Linked DNA regions of Mus musculus: region 1 is linked to region 2. A link is a contact called in public HiChIP or PLAC-seq data. All regions are on one chromosome and are shown on one strand. Each heading gives the region's core, a stretch centred on a gene start, on an enhancer-like site or on the middle of the called end of the contact. The rest is flanking DNA. Distances are from core to core; before and after follow the strand shown. Region 1 holds the start of Ptprr (protein tyrosine phosphatase, receptor type, R). Region 2 has its middle 35 kb from the start of Lgr5.

What was found. HiChIP or PLAC-seq counts read pairs in DNA pulled down with a chosen protein or histone mark.
Region 1: a contact with region 2 is called in an H3K4me3 HiChIP or PLAC-seq map of embryonic forebrain, with 5 times the contacts expected there. The contact joins the promoter of Ptprr here to the enhancer-like site in region 2. A contact is called at or near these places in 13 of 39 promoter capture datasets (the 3T3-L1 cell line, 3T3-L1-derived adipocytes, the HPC-7 cell line and 8 more), 2 of 115 datasets of contacts at active chromatin or transcription factors (astrocytes and embryonic forebrain) and 1 of 9 other capture datasets (embryonic stem cells).

What each region holds. Positions count from the first base shown.
Region 1 is chr10:116,016,994-116,024,040 of GRCm38.p6, forward strand. It overlaps Ptprr (protein tyrosine phosphatase, receptor type, R), which reads left to right and starts at 1,370. Exons shown (of 14, transcript NM_011217.2): 1 at 1,370-1,819. The coding sequence starts at 1,762.
Region 2 is chr10:115,618,840-115,625,764 of GRCm38.p6, forward strand. No RefSeq gene overlaps it. Among named protein-coding and RNA genes, the nearest start is that of Lgr5, 35 kb to the left of the region's middle. Within about 2 kb of position 5,247, at least 21 of the 459 cell types and tissues checked have an H3K27ac peak or open chromatin away from gene starts, as enhancers often do.

The DNA of each region.
Region 1 (7,047 bases), core at 120-2,619, 390 kb after region 2:
AGAGCCTGCAGTTGGCGAAATGTGTGTCACAGATAAACGAACCGTTTGAGAGAGAGAGAGGAAAAAAAAAATATATATATATATATATATATATATATATATATATATATGTGTGTGTGTGTGTGTGTGTGTGTGTGTGTGTGTGTGGCGGTGTTCAAAAAGCGGGGAAGAGGAAGGACATTATAATGTCAGGTTAGCCCAAAGCTTCTTAAGAAAAAAACAAATTTAGACCTTTGTAAGCAACTGGGTGGGCAGTGGTCTGAGTGAGGTCCATTGCCGAAGAGGCAGAAGGGAAACCTGCGAATAGAAGCAGAAGATGAACAGTCTTGAAGGGAGCTTGGCTGAGGGACATTTGGCCTTAGAGTAATTAGTCACTAGAATGGTAAGGATCTTCATCCTACCAACTTAGGTAAAGGAACTAAAAGTGCATATATTTGCACACTGTGCGAGCCTCGTTAAAGGTACAGGATTGGAGCGGAGAAGTCGAGTTAAGTTGATAAGGCTTGAGTGGCTCAGCTGTGAAAAGCTCTCCTTACTTTCCCAGAAGACCCGGGTCTTATTCCTGCGACCGCGTGGCAGTTCGCAACCATCCATAAATCCAATCCTAGCCTTTTAACAACCTCATTTGACCTCTGAGGGCAATGACACACAGGCGTGGTGGACAGACAGGCATGCAAGCAAAATACCCCAATACATTATTTTTTAAATTAATGATAAAATCTTAGGTAATTATTTCCATAAAACACCAAAGACCGTTCCTTTCCTTCGTATTACACGGGTGTACTTCCCTACCCTGTAAGTATGACCTCCCTGTTTTCAAGCACTCCAGTCAAAGACTTGAGGCTTGAATTTAGTGGAAGTACAAAGATTGGAAGAAAGAAGCCTGGGGTGAGCTCATTGGCAAGAAGGGGGCGCTCTCGGAATATCCCGTTTGCTTAAACACAGCAGGCTGTAAGTGGGAACATTTGCCCAACCAGGCCAGAACTCGCTGCTTGCCTATGCTTCACTAGGGTGGGGACATACTGGGAAACTGGTCAGCCTGCAAGCATTTAGTTGCCACAGTGAGCTGAGTCCACGCGTGATTCAAAAATGTGAGGAAGGAACCAGATGAGTGGCCCCCTCCACTTCCCTCCTTGGGTTTCTGTGGTCCTGGCCCCGCCTCTTCCCTCCCCACTCAACTCCTCCCCCCGCCCAGATTTAGGAGGAACTCTAGGACCTCAGATTTAGGAGGTCCCTAAAGCTAGCCTCCAGCCCCTCCTCCCCCTCCTCCTCCTCGTGGAGCTTGTTCCCCTCGCAGTCTCAGCTAAGACCCGGAGAGGTGGAATTTCGATTTGAAACTCCCTAGCCAGGGCCGGAGCTGGGCATGCTCAGTGCCTCGGTGTGTCTCGGCTGCTGCTAGCTGCACAGGCAGCAGAGGCGCTGCCTGGCTCGGAGGCTGGCACTAGAGTCCACCCCACTGTCACCACCGGCTGCGGGCTTCCAGAAGGCCAAACTCTCACCTCTTCTGAGCGTCTTGCCCCCATCAGCCTCGAGTCCCCATCTCCCGCAGCATCCTACTCTCGTATCTCCCCATCCCTTGCGGAGAGGAAGCAGGTGCTCGGTTCTGTAGGCACGCCACAGACTGCTCTGTGTACCCCAGCGGAGGACCCTGTCATCGGATGCCCGGGATCAAAGGACTCTTGGCAGTGGTTCTCTCAAATAGCACTTAGCCTAGAGTGGGGTTGCGGCGGAGTTTCTCCTCTGACCCTCAATGCACACACTATGAGGAGAGCGGTCGGCTTCCCTGCGCTGTGCCTGCTTCTTAATCTTCATGCTGCAGGTAAGGGCTTGCGGGGTTCAGAGCTGAAGCTAAGGAGAAGATGGGAAACAGCACACGCTAGAGGACTCCAGGGAAAGCTTGCCTGGCAGAGAAAGATTTGGGATAATGTCTGAGGGGTGAGAGAGTGCACCTGTTGGAAGGCTAGGGCTGAAAACTTAGGCTAAATTCAGCTCTCCCTTCTTTATCTTGCATGGCGAAGAGTGAACAGTTTTTAATGTGAATATAGATTTGGTCCCCCCTCCATTGAGCTTTCCTGCTTGTGCTTCTAGGCTTTGCGCTTGGTTGCACATTTTACAGGGAAAAAGAGATGAGACACCCTGCTGGATGAAGCCCTTCCTACTGCAGCGGCTACATCCATAAGATCTCCCAGTGTAGCGAGCGCTCACGGGGATGCCCTGTCTGTAACCTGACGGTCTGCATCTCCGCCCCTAAGAGCCAAATGCTCGGTTTATTCATCATGCTGCTCTAGGCTGCTTTGGCCCCTGCTCTTGTCATTCGGGTTTTCTGAACCAATAAGAGGAAGGAAAGGTTTCAAACCGGAGGCTCCTCTCTATTTCAGCACCACGGTCAGTATCCGCAGTCAGTAAAGAAAAACCCAACCACGCTGACAAGCCTGGGGGTTTTTTATCACTGTGTCCCCAGGATAGATTGGATGGGAGGCAGCGAGAGTGTAAACACATAAAAATAGATTGGACACAAGAATCACTGTGTAGTTCTAGGGATGCACAGCTGATAAAGTGCCTAGGAATTTTATATTCGGTGTCACCTGGCTCCTCTAACCCTGTGGACAGGCTCACTGGACTGCACCCTAGGTGATTTTCACACACGGGAACCAAAATAAAACATGGCAGAGAGATTTCAGGAACCCTGCCGAGACCGCAGTTGTCCATGCAGTGATCCTGTAGCAAGCACAGACCTTTTCTTTGAGTTTCTTTCACACGCATTCATTTCTCTAAGTACACCGAGTGGGAGTGTATTATGCTACTGTGAACACACACACACACACACACACACACACACACACACACACCTACAATCCTTGTTATAGTGCTCCAAAAGACTGAGTGTTTTTTTTTTCATGTATGCAATGATGGGAGTGAGATGTAGTACTTTTTTTGTCCCAGCAATTGCTATTTAAATGCATTGTGAATTTAGAAACAAACAATGTATAGGAACAATAAGGCTATAATTAAGGATGTGTGTTAATTATCATAGATACAATATTACATTGTGGGGTGTTCAGTGGTTCTCTGGTATCTTGAAAAACCAGTGGGAGAAAAAGCTATGATTTGGTCATTAAATTATTTGCAAACATTTCATTGCCACATGTAATTATTTAACGTTAAAATATATGATGATGAAAACATGAACACTGTTATTGTTTTACATCCAATACTGTTTAATGGTACAACTGAAAAAATAGCCATTGCCAAAAAAAAAGTTTTCATTGCTATCCAGTTAAGTAATTAATTATCTGATAAAATACATCAGTGAAGTTATTCTTGAAAATTATGTATAAACAAATGTTAGGGATTGTAATTAATGCATACTAAGTAGTTATAAGCTTGAAATTATAAATAGACTTCATATTAAGCATGCAGAAAACATTTCTAATTTATTATGGATGAACCCTGGGGATAAGGGAAATAGAGAGCATTTTCTCATCAGAGGTGAAACCTGGAAGTCTGCATCCCTCGATGAAGTCTGCATCCCTCGATGATGTCTGGAGGTTTGCCAAAGTGTGTATTACAAAAGTCAAAGCAAATCTATAATCTGCACTTTGCCTTCTTAACATGTAAAAAAAGATTAAAAATAAGATTATCCAGCCAAGTTTAGTTTCATAAGGCAACTGGTGATTTACTACATATTTCAGGTTTCAATTGCAGTATGCTACATATACATTAATTGTATTTGTATTTAATACAGTGCTTTGGAATGGTGTCTTGTCAAAGCAGATTACAAGTCTGGGATTGTAATTGTCTTGCCAGTTTCATTTTGGATTCATTTTTAATTTTAAACAGCAATTTGTGGGTCACAGGCTGTCATCAGATTAAAATGCATCAGAGCTACCTAATATTACTGTTTGGGCTTTTCATCAGAACTCAAATAAATGTGGCTTTCTTGACCTCTGCTCCCACAGATTTAGGTAATCAGAAAGTAAGTGGCTGGGAGAGCAGAGATCAAGAAGCCTCCAAGCCTTTTACTTGTTGAATATCTGAGCTTGTCTCTTGTAAAGAAAGCCACATTCCCAGGGCAGAGGCTGACTCTATTTTTAGAAAGGACAGTGACACCTATACACATTAGCTGCTTGGCTGAAAAGCTAATTGCTCGATATCAGTCATACCCAGGTTGCCAGCAACTACTTTATGGTGGTATCACAAATGATGGTATCTTAGGATGCTCGACAAATGGAGTAAATTAAATAATGAGATGGACTGTAAGTGTTCTCAGCTGTGCTGGGAATTGTTGCCTGGGGCATAGCCATGTCTCTAACGATAAGGCTGGAAATTACTTTCAATGTGAGTGTCATCTCCAATTACTTGGTATGGTTGCCTATGGCATGGTAACCCCAAGTTCTGGCAGTCTCAATAGGGGGCAAACTGTGATATGTTTGTCATGTCTGTGGGAAGGGCAAACAGTGCAATGCAGTTGTCATTCTTGGGTAAGGAAGGCCAACGAAGCTGCTTAGCTCATAGCTAAGAAGTTGAATGACACGTGACAGCTAATTGCCACAGATCTAAAGAAACAAATCATACTTATCGTCCAGCCAGTTGCTTAAGTTGCTTAAGGCACAAATAACAAGATGCAGTAGTGCCAACTGACAACATAGTCTGGAAGAAAAAAAAAAAACACACAGGCTCTCAGACCTATTACTATATACTACAAAAAATTCAAGTTCCCAATATAGCTAAGAGCACTAACATCCCATCCCTTCAGCCAATTTCTCCCACCTATGAAGTATTCTAAGATGCCATCGATAACGTCCTCATAAAGTAGTTGCTGGAAACGTAGGCAAAACTGATTCTAATAGAATAAGCCACCATTGTGTTAGTGGTGACAAATCCTTTTCTCCTTAGCTGTCCTTACTCTTCGAATCTTCTGGGATCCAATAGAGCAAAGAAATTCCAGTTTAAAAGCCCACTTCATAGATATCCAAGTGTTAACCAAAAGCCATGCCAATGGGAAGATTGCTTAAAGAACAACCGTGTGGAAGACTCACAGACCGCTTATTTACTTCAGTACTCATTCATTCTTTGCCCAATGAGTCATATTCCATTTGAGGAGATTATGTTAATGTGGTAGTACTTTCAATGCCAAGGAGTAAATTTTTTTGTGATATTCTCAAAAGTTATCATCTAAAAGCTAAAAAAACAAAACAAAACAAAACAAAACAAAACAAAAAACCAACGAATGTTGTGATAGTAAAGAGATTGACTTCAACCCATGCACTGGAAAAGGTGACTTCAGATTGCCATCCTGTCCTTCCTGTTGTCCTGTCTGAATGACATACATTTCTTCAGGGTATGTCTCAAAGGTGTTCCTCTATTCTCCAAGAATTATATAGCACACCTCTTCAGTCTCCCAAAGGGACAGAGTGCCTTTCATGGAGCCATAAGGATATAGGAAGTCATTTGCAGAAATTATATGCTCAAGAAAAAGAGCAATCTAGCATAAAAAGCATTGTGTTTTCAGATTATATCATATCCTTTGGTTGTCCAATCTCAAAGATTAGTCAAACCAAACAGCCCTTAAAACATGCAAGGTCTACAATATTCTATTTCTCTCCTTTCTTTCTTATATACCTCCACCACTTTCCTCTTTAAACTTATCTCTGCTCATATTAGTCTGTCTGTTCCTAGAAGGATCTTGCATAAGTTTTTCTTTACCAAGGAAAGCCATTTCCTGGATTAACCTATCCATGATTTGAGATCTTGGGCTTTACTAACATGTGACCTTTTAGTGGAAATTTCTCTTGATAGATTCTTTCATACTTCTCTCTCTAAAATTGATATCATCTGCTCCTCTACCTTCTCAGAGGTCACACATTTCATATACATATACTTTTCTTAATTTGCTTATATTCTCCTTCTCTATATGGAAGTATAAGCCCTTTAAGGATTTTTTTTATGTATTTTGTTTTTGCTGTGTCTATCAGAGATCATGTCATGTGGTGTGATGAGATTTTTTTTTTCCACTCACCTCAGATAGGAAACCCACAGCAGACCAAAGTACAAATAACTGCTAAACTGCAGTTTGGTAAACCAGTGAGTTTTGGAGACCACATGTACAGGAATATGGGTAAGAGAATTATTTTATAGAACAATGACTCGAAGACAGTTGTATCACCAAAGACCACCTTGGCATGGATGGTTAGCTCTCAACAGCTGGGAACCTGGCAATGCCATTCCTGGAACTACAACACATTGGAAAGTATCATTTTCAAGTGACTTGGTTAGCTAAAACCTCTTCCAGGAAGCCTCAGTAGCTTGGCTTGTCTGAGAATGACTCTTTCCAGTCTTTAATGTTTACTCTTAAGAGGGAGGGGCCTAGTCAATCTGGTCAACTTCTGGAACTTCCTGAAGCTATTTTGAGTTGTTTCTTTCTGGTTAAGGATCTTCCCTCTAAGATAGAATGTTTTAATATCTGAAGAAACTGCTACACCAAAAGGAGCTACTTGGCATAAATGTTTCTAACTTTTCAGTATTGTTTAACAGTTGCTATTTTCAAGAGATTATTTTTGTTACTCTCTACTTAAGTTCATTGGATAACTGTATTCAGAGCCATATATCAGAGATCCCAAATCCACATTTCTAGCTCAGATAACCCTCCTGAATTCTAGTGATATATTTTCTCATTAAATAAACTCATCGGTTACTCCACAAGAATGCAATATCCAACTGTTTATATTCTATGCATGGGTATATAATCCCTCTTATTTTTAATCTTCCATGTCACAGAGAATAATGCCAAGATGCCCATAACCTAAGCCTAAAACCATAACCTATCCTAGACCCTTTGTACTAATTTGATCATTGCTGTGACAAAATCTAGGACAAGAAGCAACGTAAGGGATGGAATAGGTGTTATAGTTTACAGTCTTAGAGAAGATACAGTCCATCATGACTGGGAAGGGATTACAGTCAGAGCAGAAGGAAGGCTGATCACACTCGGGAAGGAAACAGTGAACAGGAAGCAGAGCCAGGCTATAAAGCCTCAAAGCCTGCCCC
Region 2 (6,925 bases), core at 3,997-6,496:
GGACAACCAAGAGCAATGCCAGTAACCTGTGTTATTTTGTGAGCCTCTGGGAACCTCTCTAGACAGTAACTCGTACGGCGAGATCTCACACTTGGCTCTGGGATTTTTGTTTAAAAACCCATGGCTTCTGGGAAGAGCATTACCGAACCATGCGATTATAGCAGTTTACAAATATTTTCTTCCCACCCCTCTTGACTCTATTATTTCCTTTGCTGTGTAGACCTTTTACTTTGATGTAACAAGGTTAATCAGCGTTTAATTTTGTTATCTGTATTTTTAGGGTTCATATGCTAAAAACCACTGTGTGTTTTCCATATGTATTTTCTTTCTGGTAGTTTTATGTTTTCAGGTCCCAATATTTAAGTTTTTAAATTCAGTTTGAGTTAACTTTTGAGGATGTGAGACGAGCCAGTTCCGTTTGTTTGCGCGCCTGTCTTAAGGACGAGTCTTACTCTGTGGCACAGTGTTCACACCTCCGTTGAACATCAGCTGGATTTTGTTGAAATGATGGGGCATGGTGCCTTCAGCTCTAAAAGGTCTTCTAAGGCTCCATGAAGCTACTCAGGTTCTCTGTGTTTCCATATAGACGGTAGACAGAGTTCCTGCATCTGTGAACGATACCATTCAGAATTTGACAGAAACATAGAATCTATACATCGCTTTGGGCAGTAAATGCGTGTCGACCTTACAGTCCGTGAACACGAACTATCTTTTCGCTCATTTGTGTTTTCGATGATGTTTTTCATCAATACTTCACCTCATGGCTTTGCTTCATTCCCAAACATGTTTTTTTGTTTTTGTTTTTTTGTTTTTGTTTTTTTCCTGATGGGATTATTTAGCTTTCTCCTTTCTCATGGGGGGTGCCCTTTTCTTTCTTTCCTCGCTGCCCTGGTTAGGACTCTCAGCACCGAGTTGGGTACCAGTAGGACAGCATCCATATCCTATTCCTATTCTTAAAAAAAAAACCATCCTCAGCTCTTTGCTGTGAGAATGATGTTTGCCCCCCGGCTTATCTGGCCTTTGCCCTGTTGTGTTTCTTTTATCCCTAACTCACTAAGTCTCTGTTCCACAGACTGTTATCAGGACAGGATGCTGTGTTTTATACTCTCTCCCCCTTGTTGGGATGATGGTACGAATCTTCTCTTCGTTCTGCTAATGTGGCATTTTGATTTACTCACATTTAGCGATCATATTCCAGGGATGAATCTCACTCAATTCATCCCTGGTGGATAATCTTTTGTTCTGTTGGATTTTGCTACTATTTTCTCAGGATTTAAAAAGAATTTATTCATTTTATTTATTATTTTTGTTATTAAGTTAGGTATTTACTTTATATCTTGACCCCAGCTTCCCCTCTCTCCTCTCCTCCCAAGTCCCTTCCTGTCTCCTCCCCTCCAGAGCCACTCCTCTTGTCCTTCTCCTTAGAAAAGGGGAGGCCTCCCATGGATATTATAGTTGGTATATCAAGTACCAGTAAGACTAGGTGTGTCTTCTTCTTTTGAGGCTAGACCAGGCAGCCCAGTCAGGGGAAAGGAATCCTAAGGCAGGCAGTGTAGTCACAGGCAGTTCCTGCTCCTGCTTTAGGAGTCCCAGCTGCACATTATATACAGAGGGCCTATGTCTGTCCCATGCATGCTCTCTGGTTGGCGGTTCAGTCTCTGTGAGCCCCTATGGGCCCAGGTTGATTCTGTAGGTTTTGTTGTGATGTCCTTGACCTCTCTGGTTCCCTCAATCCTTCCTCCCACTCTTCCACACGATTCCCCAGTCTACAGCCATTCTACCCTGAACGTGCCCGATCTCGCTATTAATTTTATTTTCTGTGCATTGATGTTTTGCACGCATGTATGTCTGTGTGAGGGCATCAGATCTGCTGCAATAGAAGTGATAGACAGTTCCAAAGCAGAGTCTGGGAACTGAACTCAGGTCCTCTGGAAGAACAGATGGCACTCTTAACCACTGGGCCATCTCTCCAGCCCTGCTTTTGGTACTTGTGTTTGCCTTTGAGGTCAGGGCGATTGTGCTTTCATAAGTGAGTTAGGTTGTCAGTTTCTCATCTTTTTTTTTTTTTCATTTTTTTAAATTTTGAACAGTTTGAGAAAGACTGATGTTAATTCTGTAAAGATTTGGTTGAATAATCTCCTGGACTTTTCTTTGTTCAGAACCTTTTGATTATTGACTCAATCTCATTACTTGCCATATATATGTATATGTGTATATATATATATGATATATGATATATGATATGTGATATATGATGTATGATGTATGGTATATGATATGTGATATGTGGTATATGATATATGATATATATGCATACGTGTATTTATATGATCTGTATGTACATGATGTATATGTATGTTTTGGTAGGTTGTGTTTCTATTTTCTTTGTCTCATGATAGTTTTAGCTTTCTTCTTGATTTTTTTCTGATCCATTCCTCATTCAGGACAATGTTGTTTAACTTCCACATATTTGTGAAAATCCAATTTCCCTCCTGTTATTGAATTCTGGGCTGCTACCATCATGGTTGGAAGTGCTATTTGATATCTCTCCCATCTCTTTAAAATTGTTGAGTCGTGGCCTAACATATGTCTGTCTTGGAGAATGTCCCATGTGCACTCTGGAAGAGTATTTTATTGTTGCTGGCTAGCATGTTCTGTATGTCTGTTATGTATATTTGGTCTGCAGAATTGTTTAAGTTTTCTATTTCTATATGGATTTCTGTCTCTGTGCTCCACTGTTGACAGGAAGGAAAACTTTGGTAGTCTCTACCGTTGCGTTTTTGTTTTCTATATCTCTCTTCAACTCTATTAATACTTACCTGCAATGTTTAGATGACTCCAAAAGTGCTATATCACCTTAATAAATTGAGCACCTTACCATTGTATAATGGTTTTATTTTTTTCTCTTAGAACAGCTTATTTCCTTTTTTCTTTTTTAAAGGTGGCTGTGGTTGCAAAGCAAGCACCTTTAACCACTGAGACAATTCTTTGTCCCCAGTTTTCCTTCTTTCTTCCTGCCACACCTTGATTTTCCCTTGTAGTTAACACAAAGCTTACATAAAATATCCCGTAGGTATAGTAAACGGGTGCATTTTAAACTGGTGGCAAATTGTATGCATTGAAAATTAACTTGCCCTTCAACTTTTTGTCTTATTGATATCATAACCTACATCCCTAAATTTTGACTATTGTGCATTTGCTTGCAACTTTAGTACATACAGTTAATTTAAAATACTTTGCATCTGTATCTTTCTTGTCCCTTAAATGTTAGGCTGGAGTAACAGCTGCCTTACAAGCCGCCACTACAGAGCTAAGCATTCTCTTCATTCAGATTCACAGTTGACTGCAGGCCTACCTTTCTATACCTTTCTAGTGACTTCTGTACACACTGGCTGATTTGGATGCTGTCAATCAGAACCTTTTCATTTAGATGTAAAGAACTCCATTATTATTATTATTATTATTATTATTATTATTATTATTATTTTATTTATTTTTTTAAATCTAGTGGCGTTTCATCAATCCTCTAGGAATTTCCCGATTCTGTCCTTGTATTTCCTTCTCTCTTCCCCTGACGGGCTGATTTTAAACAAATGAAACTTTTTAAACTCAGCGACTCATCTCTGCTTGGTGGAGTCTGCTATTGAAACTTGGTGAAATTTCCTCGAACGTGTTATCTTCTTTTGCTGTAGATTTGTTTGGTTCTTTTAAAGATTATTTTATTTAGTTGAACTTCTCAGTGTATTCATTTATTATTCTGATTCCATTAAGATTCCTACCTGGTTATGTTGTAGTCATGGAACTTTTTTTTTTAGAAGATGATTTTGAATGCTTCATCAGACAGTTTGAGAATTTCTATTGATTTAAGTTTAACTAGCAGAAGAATATTTAGTTCTTTTGGTGGTGTCATGTTTCCTTGTTTATCCATAATCTTGATATATACATATTTATTTATGTGATTTACATATCATACATATATAATTGTGTGCAATTAAAATGACAGTTATCATCTCTATGTTTACACGTGCAGAATACCACATCTATCTCTTTATCTTTAGAAGCAATACCCTGAATATGGCCAAAAAATTGGTGATGTTAAAGAACTTTAAATAGACTGTAAGAAAAAAAATGAACTTATTAGCTTAAGCCATCAAAAACTTTCTAAGGAATACTTACTATATTTAAACTCATATAAAATAGTGGTCCTTAACCTCTTTAATGCTGTGACCCTTTAACATAGTTCCTTATGTTGTGGTGACCCCCAAATGATAAAATTATTTTTGTTGCTATTTAATAACTAACTTTGCTACTACTATGAATGTAATGTAAACATCCGTACTTTCTGATCCTCCCAGGTGAACCCTGTGAACGGGGCATTTGGCCCCCATGTTGAGAACTGCTGATACAAAAACAATGATGTCTACATAAAATCTCATGTGTATAAACTGTAAGTTTCTATAAACTTGCAGTGTAGACATCTATGACACATCCTGAGAGTGTCCATGCTAAAACCCTGTGCATTCAAGAGACCTTAAGTGTTTCTTTGTATTTTCCTCTTTATAAACTCTGATGTTGTTTTTACTTAAGAATTTTTCTTGTGTTGTTTTCAGAAAACATCCCAATTAAGTCATCCATTCAGTGTCTTGCTGTTTGCCTTCTAACCGTGTGCTGGTGAGGAACCTGCATTACTCACTGTGCTAATGACGTTCAGTCTTTCATGTCACCGTTTATAGATATTGCCAGGTTTTAGCTCTTGAGTATATATGTACATATGGATTGCAATACATCACTACATGTTTGGTTATGACTCATAGCCTCACATGTAGCCCCAGGCGGCATTTGATCTTACTACGTAGCCCACACTGACCTGAGACAGCCCCCCTGCCTCAGCCTCCCAGCGCTAAAACTACAGGAATGTCTAGCTTTGCCCACCTAGCTCTAAATATTTTCAATTTAACCTTTGGAAATTAAAAATTATAAATCACAACGTATGCTGTACTTATATTTTAAAATTATACATTACAGTTATGTCTGCTAGAGTGAATGAGACGATAACCAAACATCTTATTTTACTTTCTTATGCGAGCATTGAAGAGACATCTCAAAGTCTGGACTGCCTTTCAAAAGAAAAATCCTAAGTATGTTAAAGTGGGCACATAGTTTTCAGTGAGGAGGGATGGGTCCCAGACTCAGGGTGCTGACACGGCTCTTCAGGGCTAAGTACACTTGAAATGAAGACTGCGCATGCGCTGTACCCTCACTGAGTCAGCTTTGTTTCTCTGTGAAACCCATAAGCCTGCCATTGGCCTGCACTCACAAACCCCTGCTGATTTAAACGTGGTCCCCAAGCTGGAACAAGTGGAGAACCACGAGACTTAATTTATGGAGCTCGGGTTACAGGAAACATATTTAATAGCAGATAGTTCCTGTTCTCATTGTTTCCCACTTGAGTTCCCGCAAAATCAGATTTAAATAGATGCTGCCGCTATTGGGAGAAGATTCAGTTTCACATCCCCAAAGAAATAGTTTTGTACAAACTCACTCTACCTTGGCCTCCCAAATAATGGGCCTAAGTCTAGCCAAACGGATCAAGATGGGTATCACACGAAAACACTGACGGAGTCGAGACAGCAAACACATGCACGCTGCAGACCTCACTGCAGCCCTCAATAACCGAGGATTATTTGCTGGTGAATGGATGTGAAAAGGAATTTCCTTTGAGAGAAAGCTCGTTTTGTCTGTTTTAGAAGCACAGTACAGATTAGTATTAAAGATTTCTGGAGGAAGAAAAGAAGGGAAGTAGTTTGAAAAACTATCATGTCTAACTAATGTCGCCATTCAGAAAGGCCCTGGCTTTGGCCTGATTCCTGGGGTTTTCCCTGTGAACGCCGTGAGCTCTGTCCAAACCAAGATGCTAATGCTAATAATGATGTCGATAGTGGCTAACATTTAGTGAGCATGAAATATGCCTTCTACAGCTTAAGCTAAGCGTTAAGTAAATATGTATGTGTATACATGAACATGCATTAGATGCCACACCCATAAAATATGATTTAATAAGAATCCATAATGGTTTGGATTAGTGTTGTACTCTGAATGTTTATATAGTGTGATAGTAAGGTACAAGGTTGTAAATTTTCTTATACCACTGTTGCATGACAAAGTTTTTCTTGGAGAGATGCAATACACATTTACTCACACTAGATAGGGAGGACATAACAGACCAAAGTACAGATACTGCCAAGTCCAACTTGGTGAACCAATGAGTTTTATTAGAATTACTTACTGAAGTATGGATGAGGGGTTGTTTACAGGATCAGAAATGGCCGCATTGCTAAAGTCCACTCCAGCACATGTGACAGCTCACAGGGCTGGGAACCTGGGCCACACTGCCTGCAGGCAGCTCAACAGGTTAGAGTGTTCTTTCCGAATGACTCAGTTTATTTAAACCTCTTCCAGCTGGTCTCTGCTTCTTTCAAGCAGCTGTTTTGGGCTCAGAGTCTTCTTTGTAGCTCAGCTTTTTCCCATCAGAGAGGAGCTCTCAGCTTTTACTGTTTATTCCGACAGGGAGGGGACTAGAGAGTCTGGTCAATTTCAGGGACTTCCTGAAGCTATCTAGAGTTGTTTACCTTCTTGCTCAAGAGGCTTCCCTTCGGGACGGAACAGTTTCAGACTTGGAGGACACTGTTACATGACAGCCACTAATTAAGTGTAGGACTTGTTGAGACTTTTTCTTTACCAGTTTTTAAATCAGAAAAAACCTCAGGAGGTCTAAGTCATTGGGTTTCTGAGAGAATGAAATGCAGGCCAGCATCAGATTCAGTGAAATTTAGTTCAGGGTACTAAGGCCAGTTTGAGGGATTTTTTTGAGGGGATTCTTTAAGTGGTAGCCTCAGCTATGGGTGGATATAGTCTAGGAGAAAGT